Linked DNA regions of Mus musculus: all the other regions are linked to region 4. Evidence: chromatin contacts called from public Hi-C and HiChIP or PLAC-seq data. All regions are on one chromosome and are shown on one strand. Each heading gives the region's core, a stretch centred on a gene start, on an enhancer-like site or on the middle of the called end of the contact. The rest is flanking DNA. Distances are from core to core; before and after follow the strand shown.

The links. Hi-C and Micro-C count contacts between places; a contact is called where the count stands out from the background. HiChIP or PLAC-seq counts read pairs in DNA pulled down with a chosen protein or histone mark.
Region 1: a contact with region 4 is called in an H3K27ac HiChIP or PLAC-seq map of SST interneurons, with 10 times the contacts expected there. The contact joins two enhancer-like sites. A contact is called at or near these places in 2 of 15 datasets of contacts at CTCF or cohesin (large pre-B cells and pro-B cells), 1 of 484 Hi-C or Micro-C datasets (cerebral cortex), 2 of 115 datasets of contacts at active chromatin or transcription factors (SST interneurons and astrocytes) and 1 of 9 other capture datasets (embryonic tail).
Region 2: a Hi-C map of the N1E-115 cell line shows a contact between it and region 4, with 9 times the contacts expected there. The contact joins two enhancer-like sites. A contact is called at or near these places in 1 of 15 datasets of contacts at CTCF or cohesin (pro-B cells), 1 of 484 Hi-C or Micro-C datasets (the N1E-115 cell line), 1 of 115 datasets of contacts at active chromatin or transcription factors (double positive thymocytes) and 1 of 9 other capture datasets (embryonic trunk).
Region 3: a contact with region 4 is called in a Hi-C map of CD8 T cells, with 4 times the contacts expected there. The contact joins two enhancer-like sites. A contact is called at or near these places in 2 of 15 datasets of contacts at CTCF or cohesin (large pre-B cells and pro-B cells), 3 of 484 Hi-C or Micro-C datasets (CD4 T cells and CD8 T cells), 4 of 115 datasets of contacts at active chromatin or transcription factors (SST interneurons, double positive thymocytes, memory CD8 T cells and 1 more) and 2 of 9 other capture datasets (embryonic tail and embryonic trunk).

What each region holds. Positions count from the first base shown.
Region 1 is chr17:51,545,128-51,547,827 of GRCm38.p6, forward strand. No RefSeq gene overlaps it. Among named protein-coding and RNA genes, the nearest start is that of Gm31143, 12 kb to the left of the region's middle. Within about 2 kb of position 1,309, at least 11 of the 459 cell types and tissues checked have an H3K27ac peak or open chromatin away from gene starts, as enhancers often do. A contact at or near this core is called in SST interneurons, where this site is marked.
Region 2 is chr17:51,497,175-51,499,874 of GRCm38.p6, forward strand. It overlaps the pseudogene Gm46574. Among named protein-coding and RNA genes, the nearest start is that of Gm31143, 36 kb to the right of the region's middle. Within about 2 kb of position 1,262, at least 1 of the 459 cell types and tissues checked has an H3K27ac peak or open chromatin away from gene starts, as enhancers often do. A contact at or near this core is called in the N1E-115 cell line, where this site is marked.
Region 3 is chr17:51,761,366-51,764,065 of GRCm38.p6, forward strand. All of the region lies in intron 9 of Satb1 (special AT-rich sequence binding protein 1), which reads right to left. Among named protein-coding and RNA genes, the nearest start is that of Satb1, 70 kb to the right of the region's middle. Within about 2 kb of position 1,301, at least 44 of the 459 cell types and tissues checked have an H3K27ac peak or open chromatin away from gene starts, as enhancers often do. A contact at or near this core is called in CD8 T cells and SST interneurons, where this site is marked.
Region 4 is chr17:52,460,385-52,463,284 of GRCm38.p6, forward strand. No RefSeq gene overlaps it. Among named protein-coding and RNA genes, the nearest start is that of Gm27217, 140 kb to the right of the region's middle. Within about 2 kb of position 1,582, at least 28 of the 459 cell types and tissues checked have an H3K27ac peak or open chromatin away from gene starts, as enhancers often do. A contact at or near this core is called in CD8 T cells, the N1E-115 cell line and SST interneurons, where this site is marked.

The DNA of each region.
Region 1 (2,700 bases), core at 59-2,558, 920 kb before region 4:
TTTGAGATCACCTCCCATTGCCTACAACGCCCTGACCTTGCCATGTGCCATGCTGTAAGTAGTCACTCTCTCCCAGAGCCTCCTGTTTGAGCACCTGGTCCCCAGCTGATGACACTACTTTTAGACAATATGAAACGTTTAGGACATACAAGTGTTTTACAACAGGGATGAAAAGTAACTGACCCAGGGTGGTTACTAAATTGAACTAATACTAGTTTCTCCCATTCAAAGGATGATCATAGATCCTTTCTCCAAGAGAGTCTTGGAAGATTGGCTAAAATTCATATTAAGCATAATTCACTAATATGTATTTTATTAGGACTATAGTGGAGTTTTAGGAGAGGGTTGGGGAATTGAGGATCTGCTGAGTGATGGCCTTGGGCTGTTAACTGTGTCATTCTCTTGGAGGGCCAGCTGCTTTCATCTGCCCTGTTCTTTGGGTGTTCTGTAAGTTCGAGCCTAGAGCCCGAAATAGGAAATGGCCCACTGAGTCTTTTCAAGTAATTGGCTAGCAGCGCCAGGAAGAGGATTCATTGTAAATGCCAACAGTGATCTGCTGGGTTTAAAAGACGGGGGAGGCAGAGGAGACTTATTGACCAGAGGGAAAAAAAAAGCCTTGGCTAATTTGTGTAATCAGCTTTATCAATTTGCATAAATTGTGCATCAGGCTATATTCCTCTTGGGCATAATAAGTCCAAATTTAGTTTTTCTAATTTTAAAGTCATCAGTCTTTCTCTCCTTTTTCCTCCTTCTTCTATTTCTTTCTGGGACTTTATGGGTCACACCTCCACGCATCTGTCAGGTGGTCAAGTGTGCCCTTAGTTCACAAGGACCCAGCCAGAGCCTTGCTGTGGTGGCTAATCCTGCTATTAAAATTTGTCTAGCCTTGACCCTTGGTACTCCACAGGGCTCTATGTCTTTCTGATCCTTTTGCTATGCTGCTGCTCAGAACCTCCCACCATTTTTAACCTTTCCCGTTTTTCCAGCCTTCTACCTCATTCTTTTCAGACCTTGCCACATTCTAGATTTCTATCTTCTGAGCAGGCTTTCTGTCTCTGATTCCAACTGCTTCTCCCTCTCATTGTTCTCCTCTCAATGCCATAGCTGCCAAGGACTTCTCAAGAAAAGGTCTCAGAAGTCATTGTTTTTCCTTTGAGGCTGGGCAGTGCCTTTTTGTGATTGTAGGGGTATAATTGAATGCCCACCTATCCGCTTTTCTCCAATCCTCATTCCTCTCCCTGGGCCACTTCTGGGGTTCCTCACCGGCTTCCACTTTCAGTCTTGCCACGTGCCAGCTCATCCTCCACATTGCCAGCCTCGGAGCTTGAGCTTGGATCTGATTAAAGTCTAATCAGAAGAGGTGATCACAGGACTTGTTCCCCAACTTCAGCAATTACGTAACTGATGAATCTCCTTCAAACCAGCAAGCGTTCAGGAATAAACATGAGAAAACACTATTTTATACAGCATATAGATTACATAAGCAAGTTGAAAACATCAGCAACTCTGAGGGAGGTTTAAACCTATCTGCACTTCAGACACATAGCTCTGAGCTTTGGAAGACGAGGCCGCACTATGGCCTGGGCTAGACGGTATCATTAAAGGCAAAAGCACTGGGTTTGTGGACTGCTGCGATGACCCAGGCGGCGTCTCATCGGGTTTTATGCTGTCCAGAGGGCTGAACTTCTGACATAAAATCTTATCTCAAAGTTGCAAATGTGACCCTAATGTCCCTTTTAAAGCAGTGGCTGTTTGTGGTGCGGAGATGTTTAAGCTCCAGGCTTTACAAACAGTTCTATAATAGCATTAGCCTGAAGATTGCCCCTGCCTCTACTTCAGAACACCAGCATTTGCAAATCTGGGCATTTGCAGTTCTTTCTGATACACTCAGTGTCACTGGAACTGAAGCATCTGCTTCCAGAGGATAAACTTCGAGTTCTGCCCCAACCAGGGAGGGATAACACAGGAGCAAGAGGCTGAAGTCCTGTTATGTCCCCAGCCTCGGTCACTGCCAACCGGCTCATATTTCCTTTGGGCTCTAGCTATTTGGGCCAATCATTTTCATGGCTGGTTTAAAGAGCATGTGCCTAATTTAGAGCTGCTGACACCAGGCAGGGAACAGGCCACCTGGCAAATGCCTTGGGCTTTGAATGCTTCCACTGACTTGAAGCCCAGGCCAAGTTCCCCTCAAGTTGTACTGAGGTTTGTAAGCTTTTTTGGCAAATGCTGGGCTCAGACTGGACCAGGTAATCAGGGTTTCATGGTCCTCAGCTAGGTGTGAAATTTTAATCAAAGGGATTTTATTTTTGCAAAAATATAGCACACCACCAGAAATGTCACATAGAATTAAGCTTTGGCTTCACTGAGTTTTGAGATGGTACATCACAAAATAGCCAGCTTTGTTCTCTTTGGTAGGAAGGCAATAGTGTTAAAAATAAATGGGACTGGGGTAGTTCTACCCCCCCCCCTTAGTCTTATGGAAAAATACAACAATTTTAGTTCATCTACAATTTGGAAAAATACTTTCCACTTTAATTGTAAAATGGTCCAGGCAGTACTTAAGGTTCATTCTTTAAACACACTGTCCAGATCCAGGGGTTCTTGTGGGTTGGTATGGATACTGCTATTAGATCCAATATGTTTTCCAGGCTTGCTCCAGGCATCCAGAATTCATCTAGCAAGGCTTCCACAGCCTGATTG
Region 2 (2,700 bases), core at 12-2,511, 960 kb before region 4:
AGACTGTATCATCAGTACCCAGCATGGCAACCTGCCTATCAAAGGTGCTGGGCCAGATCTATGAAAATGTATAGGACCTGAGGCCTTAGGAACACAGAGAGAAGCACCTAGGCCCAGTGTTAAAGCTGATGGTTTAAAATATCGACTCAAGTGAGATCGATACCATTCAAATGTGGGCTCATTGGCAATATTTTAAGGGGTCTGAGGACCGTTTGGGAGAATGTTTCTAAAAGGGTTCGGTGGGGTCTCACATAAATATAGCTTTGTAGTGACAGGGGACAAAGTGGGATCACCTGATAAACAGAGAGACAATATGAGGGGCTTTTACTATCTATTCACCTATTAGGAGTTATTGTGGCTTACCTGCCGACTGACAAATTTTTCCAAAGCTGTGGGTTATAAACTAAGAGCGCGGCACCATTTTTTCAAAAGCAGACTTCTGTGAGTCTCTGCAGCATTTCTCCATCAGAACTGGTTTGTCTTAAGTTTTAATGCCTTTAGATTTGTGGTCAAGATTTTTAAAAATCGAGGCATTTCACATATAAATCCATACTTCCAATTTCTCTTGGAGATCTGACAATACTGGGAGACCCCCTTCTGAGCCACTGGCTGTTGAGGTGTGGCCTCGAGCAGCAACAGCACTGCCACCTGGAAACCTATGAGCTCCTATAGGGCAGAGCCAAGAAATCTGTGCATTAACAAGCTCTCCAGGTAATTACACCTTCCCTCGGTCCTGGGGATTGAACCTACCACCACTTCTGTGTTAGATGTCTATTTTCAGCCATCTTATGTTATATGTGTGCATGTGTATACGTGTGTGCTATATGTACTTGTTAGTGTTGGTTTATAAATATGTGCACATGGAAGACTAAGTACTAAGTGTCTTTCCTCGGTCATTCTTTTGGAACTGGAGTTATAGGCAGTTGTGAGCCACCATGTGGGTGCTGGGAACCCAACCCAGGTCCTCTGTAAGAGTAGCAACTTAACCACTGAGCCATCTCTTCAGATATCTTTTCTTTTAAGATTTACTTATTTATTTTTTATGAGTATGTGTAAATGCCTATTGCTATCTCTGTATCTATATGCATGTACACATACATGCATGCAGATAGAGATAGAGGTAGAGGTAGAGGTAGAGGTAGAGGTAGAGGTAGATAGAATAATGTTTTTGCAGGTGCTGTTGGTGGCTAAGAGAAGGCATCAGATCCGCTGGAATTAGCAGCTGTAAGCTTATGGGTTCTGAGACCTGAATCCAGATCCCCTGGGAGAAAAGCAAGTTCTCTTAAGCACTAAGCAATCTCTCAAACCCCCTATCCACTTTTTTTTTTACGTTTTCATTTGAGACATTTAATGTAGTTGAACTCATTTTATAGCCCAGGTAAGGCTTTGAATATACGACCCTCTTGCCTTAGCCTCTTGAGTATCTGGGATTGCAGGCCTGTTCCAAGAGGCCTGGCTCTGCCTGGCGAGTCTCTGCCTTGTTTCATTTGAGAAGCAGCTGAGATTATAACCAGGCGGAGCTTGGTGGCATGCGTTGTATCCTTCCTAAGCTGGCCTGTGCATGTATCTAGTTCGTGAGCTTCTGGAGATTTGAATTCCCTCACCTCACCGCAGAAAGGATCACATAATTTCAAGGTACAAGATTTTTCCTGTCTCCAGTGCGGATCTGAGTTCTTAAAGATCTGAGGTCACTGGGAGAGCTTTAGGAACCCAGGATCATCCCCAGGCATATCAGATCTATTAGCTGCTGCCCATGTGGCAGTATGAGAAAACTCAATTAGTACAAACAGATAAGGGCATATTGAAGTCTTGGGAGAAAGAGAGGCCTGGTTTGAGTCCCTAATGCATACAAGTAAAATGGTTAGATAAAGCTTTATTTAATTACACTACAGGCGGGAAGAGAGTCACAAGGCATCTTGGAGCTTTTAAGTGTGTGTGTTTTAATCAATTTTTCAGAATGTCTGTATGGTTTCTGCCAGTTGCCTGGACAGTCATTAATTACTCAGCCTCACCCTAAAAATAAGCAAGTCTCCATCTCATTACGAGGGAACTTGCTACTAAGGCAGCCTCCATTTGTGGGCTAGGACTGTAAGTCTTCCCAGGTGTGAGCCCCACATAGCTGGTTAGCCTTCTTTTCAGTTTGCTTGCCCAGCTGCTACTCTTAGTAGGTGCGCTTGTCTATGACACATAGATCAGACTTAAATTTTACTTCCAGATTCTAGAGATAATGTTTAGCTTCCTAAAAGAATCATAAAGCGATATATATGAATTAGGGCTTATCAGACATTAATGTCTCTTGCCTTTCCTAGATCCAGGGCTGGTTAAGTGGGGTTCTATGGTCAATTTTAGACAATGGCTTGGATCTTAAATAGAAATCTGTGTGTCTTTAGGTCTGGGGCCATTAAGAGAAGACGAATCTCCATGCCTTTACTTTCTCTGCTTTGGTAACATTAGATAATATATTTGAAGTGATGGACTTGCAGACTAGAGGTCACTTGGTTCTTGTTATGATACCTGAGGTCAAGGACAGCCACCTAACACATGCCAGGCTCGGATGTGATTAAAATTTAAGCCTTTTGCAATCTTGACAAGCCAACTGTCATGACTCAGAGAATCTGGCCTGGCTCACTAACACTTAGGGGTTTCAGTGAAGTCAAAATAAAGGAAAGGGCAGCTTGGAGCTTGCCTGTTGTTTCCCCA
Region 3 (2,700 bases), core at 51-2,550, 700 kb before region 4:
AGAAAAGGGCCATTTGTTTGAAAATACTCTACCGAGCACACTCTACCTTGCCACTGGAATATGCCAAGCGCTGTCACAGATGGCAGGCTCTGACAGTTCCCATCCGTAGTGTCGATACTCGACAGTTCAGCACAAGATCAGTGACATTCTGTCTCATTAGAACCACGCTAATTATCACAGCTAGTTCCAGGGAAACCATGTGCTGCGATGGTCAATTTGAAGGAGTCTGTGCATCAACAAACTGGTAATAAGGATCAGACACCTTATTATATGACAGCATGCTGCCTATGATCTGATTTACGGAATCAGAGGCACTGGGGCGGCCGAGGAGGCTGGCAGTTTATGAAACAGTGTGTTTAAACCCAATTCCTGAAGTATGCTGCTTGGAAGGGGGAACTGCTTGAAAATGACACAAAAGCAACTGGAATTGTTGAAATCAAAAAAAAAAAAAAAAAAAAAAAACAAAAGAGAATACATTTTTTTTTTCTATTAACCTACAACAGAAGTGGATTAAGATTTAGGGAGAAAAACAACTTCATCATTTTGACACTTAGAAATCAACTCCACAAATGGTTTGGAGTTCATATTGTGAAAGTTATTTATTTAGCAGCCAATTACACAACAGCTTTATTTCTGTAAGTCTTTAAAACAGGGACTTTTACTTTTTTTTTGGTTGGTAATCAAACTTTGTGCCATTTTACCAAGCAAAAGAATTGCATACAAAAAAAAAAAAATACTTAGAACAAATTGGAAAAATAAAATAAAATAAAAATAAAAATTAAAGTACTAAGGTTACTTTCTAAGATGCAAATATCAGGGGAGTGGGTGAGATTCATAGTCCTTACCCAGGACCTCAGACCTCCCGCACCTCTGCTTGGTGTGAAAATCTGTAGTCCCTTTCAGAGTTATTTTTCTATCATCACTCTCCATAAACTTACTTTCACCGCTCATTCATTTCATGGGGCCTTTATTTTCAGTTCCCAGGTGAGGGGGAAAAAAAAAGCTAAACTTTAAATAAAACCTACCTTCATTATCTAAAATATAAAAGACTACAGAGACTCCCAAGAAGACGCTCGCCTCTACAGTCAGGCAGTCTGCTGAAAGATCTCACCTGTATCGCATTCGGCGTGGGGTTTAACGGGAAGGCATCAAGCTCTCTGATGAACCCCCCTTATGAGCGAACGCCCTTCAGTCTGCTCATTTCCCTTCTTTTACTGATGTTGTCTAGGAAGAGCTAACCTGACTGAAGCATGAATACCAGAGAGCTTCGGATTGAATCAGGGGCCTCTCTGAGGTAGGCTGGCTCTCAGTCAGCCCGTGGGTAAAGGAGGTGCTATAGCTACTAGTGCTTCCTGCTGTGGCATGGCCACACACACCGTGGCCTCCGTCATTTCCTCTCTTGAAGACCTTTACAGAGCTGCTCCAAAGTCACAAAACTCCTTTTCTCTAAATCCTACCTAAAGTTCCTAAAAATGGAAAAACTGAGCTCACTGAATTCTGACTGTCTTTGTAACAGTTAAACCTATTGAGCTGGAAGCAAAAAGTGCACATGGCTTTCAGCTAGCTTTATAGAGGTAGAAAAGTGAAATTCTTAAATCATTTAAAAATAGTCAAAGGATAGCCAAAGATCTCTGTTGGACTTAGGAACAGTATTTAAGGGGCAAGATATCCCTTTACATAGCTTTTTAGCCAAAAGTGGGCAAGTACACACTTTATTTAATAATGCTGGACCTGAGAGACCAAACCTTAGACTTACCAAAAGATGTACTTGTTTCAGAGCACAGAAATCTAATCCTATTTAGATCCACAAATTTAGCTAGTCCTGAAAAACATACTCTGGCATGCAGTGAGGATGGCCATGTTGTCAAGAGTGGCTGGTACTTAAAGCCATCAACTCCAATAGGCTGGTTTAGTATTCAACTAGAAATAGACAGATCAATATTCTCCCTAGTTCTAACATATATGCTATTTTCAGCAAATGATTACGGACACCCTAAGGAGGAAGCCAGTGAACACCCCCACCCCCTTATTCAAGAATCTAGTACAGAGGTTTTGTCAAGCCTGAGCTAAACTTGACCTCGCAGGGGTGAGATGAGAGCTGCAGGAGTTGTGTAGGCTTCCAGCTCTTTCCTCCTCTTTGTTCTCATCAGAGTTCCTCCTGCCCTTCCTCCTTCGGGCAAGCAGACATGGAGAGACCTGAGCTACCTATGACCAAGGTCTGGCTCTACCCAACAGGATGGGAGGACTGGGTAGGTCCAGGTTGCAAAGGAACAGCCTCCCCCACCCCACCCCCCACCCACACACCAAGGAACATGTGCACATCTAGGAGACGGGCTCTGAGGACACGGCACAGGGATCTTCTCACAGACTGCTGCTGAGAGTTGTAGCACCAGAAAGAAGAGAAACTGTGACTCACACGTCTGCGGGGCCTCCTGAGTGCCTTAAATAAAAGTCTGCACAGGTGAAATCGTGCCACAGCAGTATCTGTGACGTGCACATTCAAAAAGAATGAATTAGCACCCAGTTTCTACCGAGTGCAACTCTGCTTGAATAAAACCAATGGTGCCTTCACTAACTGGCTGGGATATGGTGTCACGAGCTCCCTGGTTTATCTCTAGGTGCTGCCACTATAAATTCTTTTATATGCTACATTTTTAGCTCTATTGCTAGCTGCCCTGCCCCCCCCTCTCCGATTTGTGA
Region 4 (2,900 bases), core at 332-2,831:
TAGAAAAAAAAATACCAGCAACTATTACTTAGGGCATTCAACTAATTTTGCTTAGTTTAGCAAAACAAAACTTGGTTTGTTTGATATGGCATCTTTAGGCTGATTGCTGTTTATTGCATAATATGTCTCAAAGCATAGGTGCAGACATGGCTTTTCTTAATAAAAGAGGAGGGGGTTCAATTATAGCATTTTAAGTTTAGAGATTTTATAGTTTGCTAAACCTGTTTTGGGGATAACGTCTCTTTTTAGTTGGAAATATCTTTAATTGTAATTCCTTTTTAAAAACTGAAGATTAATTTCTGTTGTTGCTATTTTAAATGCAAGGGATTACAAAAAATAGAATATAAAAAAATACTTTGGTGAAGGCAACCACTTATAAAATGTGTCAAATGATTCCTTATTTTGAATCTATGGTGAAGTAGCTCAAAATTATTTCTGTGATTTTACATGAGCAATTCAAAGAAAGAATTCCCATGCAGGTTGTTGTTTTGTTGGGAAATCACTGTGCAGAGGAATGGCTTTTAAACCTAGCTGCTATTTTCTGATTATTTTCTTTGTTTATCAGTATCCTAGTCTAAGCAGTAACATTTGCTTTTGATTGCTAGAGACCTCGATTTTAAATTTCTTACCTTTGGCCTGATATTTATTAAATAAATGGAGCAGTTTTCTATAATTAATACATATAAAGCTATCTTTACATCAAAAGTCACAATAAAACATGACTTGGTATTTCTCAAATGATAATACATCTGTGAAAATTCAATTTGTCCACCTTTGCCTCAAAACAAGCCTTCATGTTTTACTGTTGAAGCAAATGCCAAAGAAGGGGGCCCTGGGTGCTGCCTCCTTAAGTCTAATACTATGATCATTTGGCAAATTATACAAAAGGAGAAGATGACAACATCCCAATAAATCAGGAAACTGTCAAGATTAATAATCTTAGCCGTCATCTGTTTTCCTATGAAAGCCCGACTGGCATCAAGCACGTTCCAGTTTATTCTGCCCTTCTTCTGGTTGGGAAACTGGATTTGTGCCAGCCTGGTGGCACACGACCTCCAGGAAGCCATCCTGTATGCCTTCTATCGTATTAGTCTGCATTTTGCCAGTCGCGCTGTTTCACGGGGCTGCAAGCAAGAACTCCTTAGGACACATGCGCCCTTCTCCCGTTTCTGATCAGCATTATCACTTGCTACAGACGGGAGACAATCTTGAGCTTAAAAGTCTGCATTTCTGTTTGTTTCCTTACATTCTAATATTTGCTGTTTGGTTTTAAAAGTTTTCCTCAGCTCAGACAAAGTAGAACCAATGAAAGAAATAAAATAAAGGCCCGACGTTCTATTGTCAGTACAAGGCCTTGCCTCTCTGGTTTCTGTTACTGGATGACAGACCTTTGGTTACTCAGGTATTTAAAAGCTGATCATTCAGCCATCCAAAATAGAACTGTGTCCGTGATCACATCTGTCTCTACTTTTTTGTTCAAGCCTTTTGATCAGGTTCTTACATTAAAGAGGGATTTGAGCTGGCTGAGTTCCTCGGGGAGGGGAGGGGGAAGAAAAAAAAATGATTCCAACATTTGAACAATGGTTCCCTCTTGTGGCCAGGCTTCAGGACTGCTGTTCAGGAAATCGAGAGCGGTGAAAAGTCTCTCCTGATGCTTAGACTTTTGTGCAACCTGCTGTATACCTACTGGCACCTGGTTTGGAGACCCTTCCTTCAGGTTCCAGTCACTGGTCCTATTTTTAGCATGGTGTAAGCTTTGTAGATTGAGGAGACAGCGGAACCCAGCTGTTCTGTGCTCATCATTGCTCTTATGCAGAGAAAAATCTTCCTTTGGAACAGCGTAGTGTCCGTATTTTAGGGAAAAAAAATTGAAGTTGTTAATGAGTATTTGGGGGAAAGGCTGTCTGGCTCTCATTATAGGGTTCAGAAGTGTATTTAGACTCCATAAGTCAAAGCATTCATAATCTCCTGAGGGAGCATTTCTGGTGTAGAATTAAGTCTAGACTGTGCTCATTCGTTTAGGCATTTTCATCTTTGAGGGTAAGAGCCTACAACACGACCAGTTACTCGCAGATGGGCCTCCCATGCCCCTTTCATCCATTCTCAAATAGACTTATTCGATCTGACTTCCTGATGGGACAACACTTGGTCTAATGTAGCATCTGTCAAAGCCCCCGCACAGGTCCTCACGGTGTTGAACCATGCTTAGAGTGGCGACTGCCAGAAGATGCCCCTTTAAACAGACTTTCCCCTCTTTAAGATCATATTCAATGGAGAAGTAAGCTACTGCGACATTGACAGGAATCTGCTCTTGCATACATGAGACTTTAAATATCAAGGAAAAATTGTAGCTGTCCGTGCAACAAGATGAATGCAATGTGTGTGTGTGTGTGTGTGTGTGTGTGTGTGTGTGTGTGAGTGTGTGTGTGTGTGTGTGTGTGTGTGTGTGTGTGTGTAATACAATTCTAGGTATAGAAACATTCTCTCTCAATGCTGTTCTAGGGATCCCATTTAAGGAATGAAAGCTTTTGTATTTGTCAAGGCATTTCCAGGCCACAATTCTTATTTACCTCACAGTTTGTTTGGAAGTTTTACATGGTAAACAATATTCAGGGTAGAAATGGAAGCAGTCTTGCCAATCCTGGACAACATTGTCAGTTGCCAGGAATCAAGACTACAGAGCTTTAGTAATTATTATTTTTTAATTGTACCTATGAACATGTAACGTATGTAAAACATGCGCATGCACATCTGTGCCAGGATATGTATGTTAAAGTCAGAGGACCGCTTTAGGAGTCAATTCTTCTCCCTCTGCTCTATGCATCCCGGGGACAGAATCCAGACCCTCAGTCTTAGCAGCAGACACACTGACCTACTGACCCATTTCGCAGACAAATGCA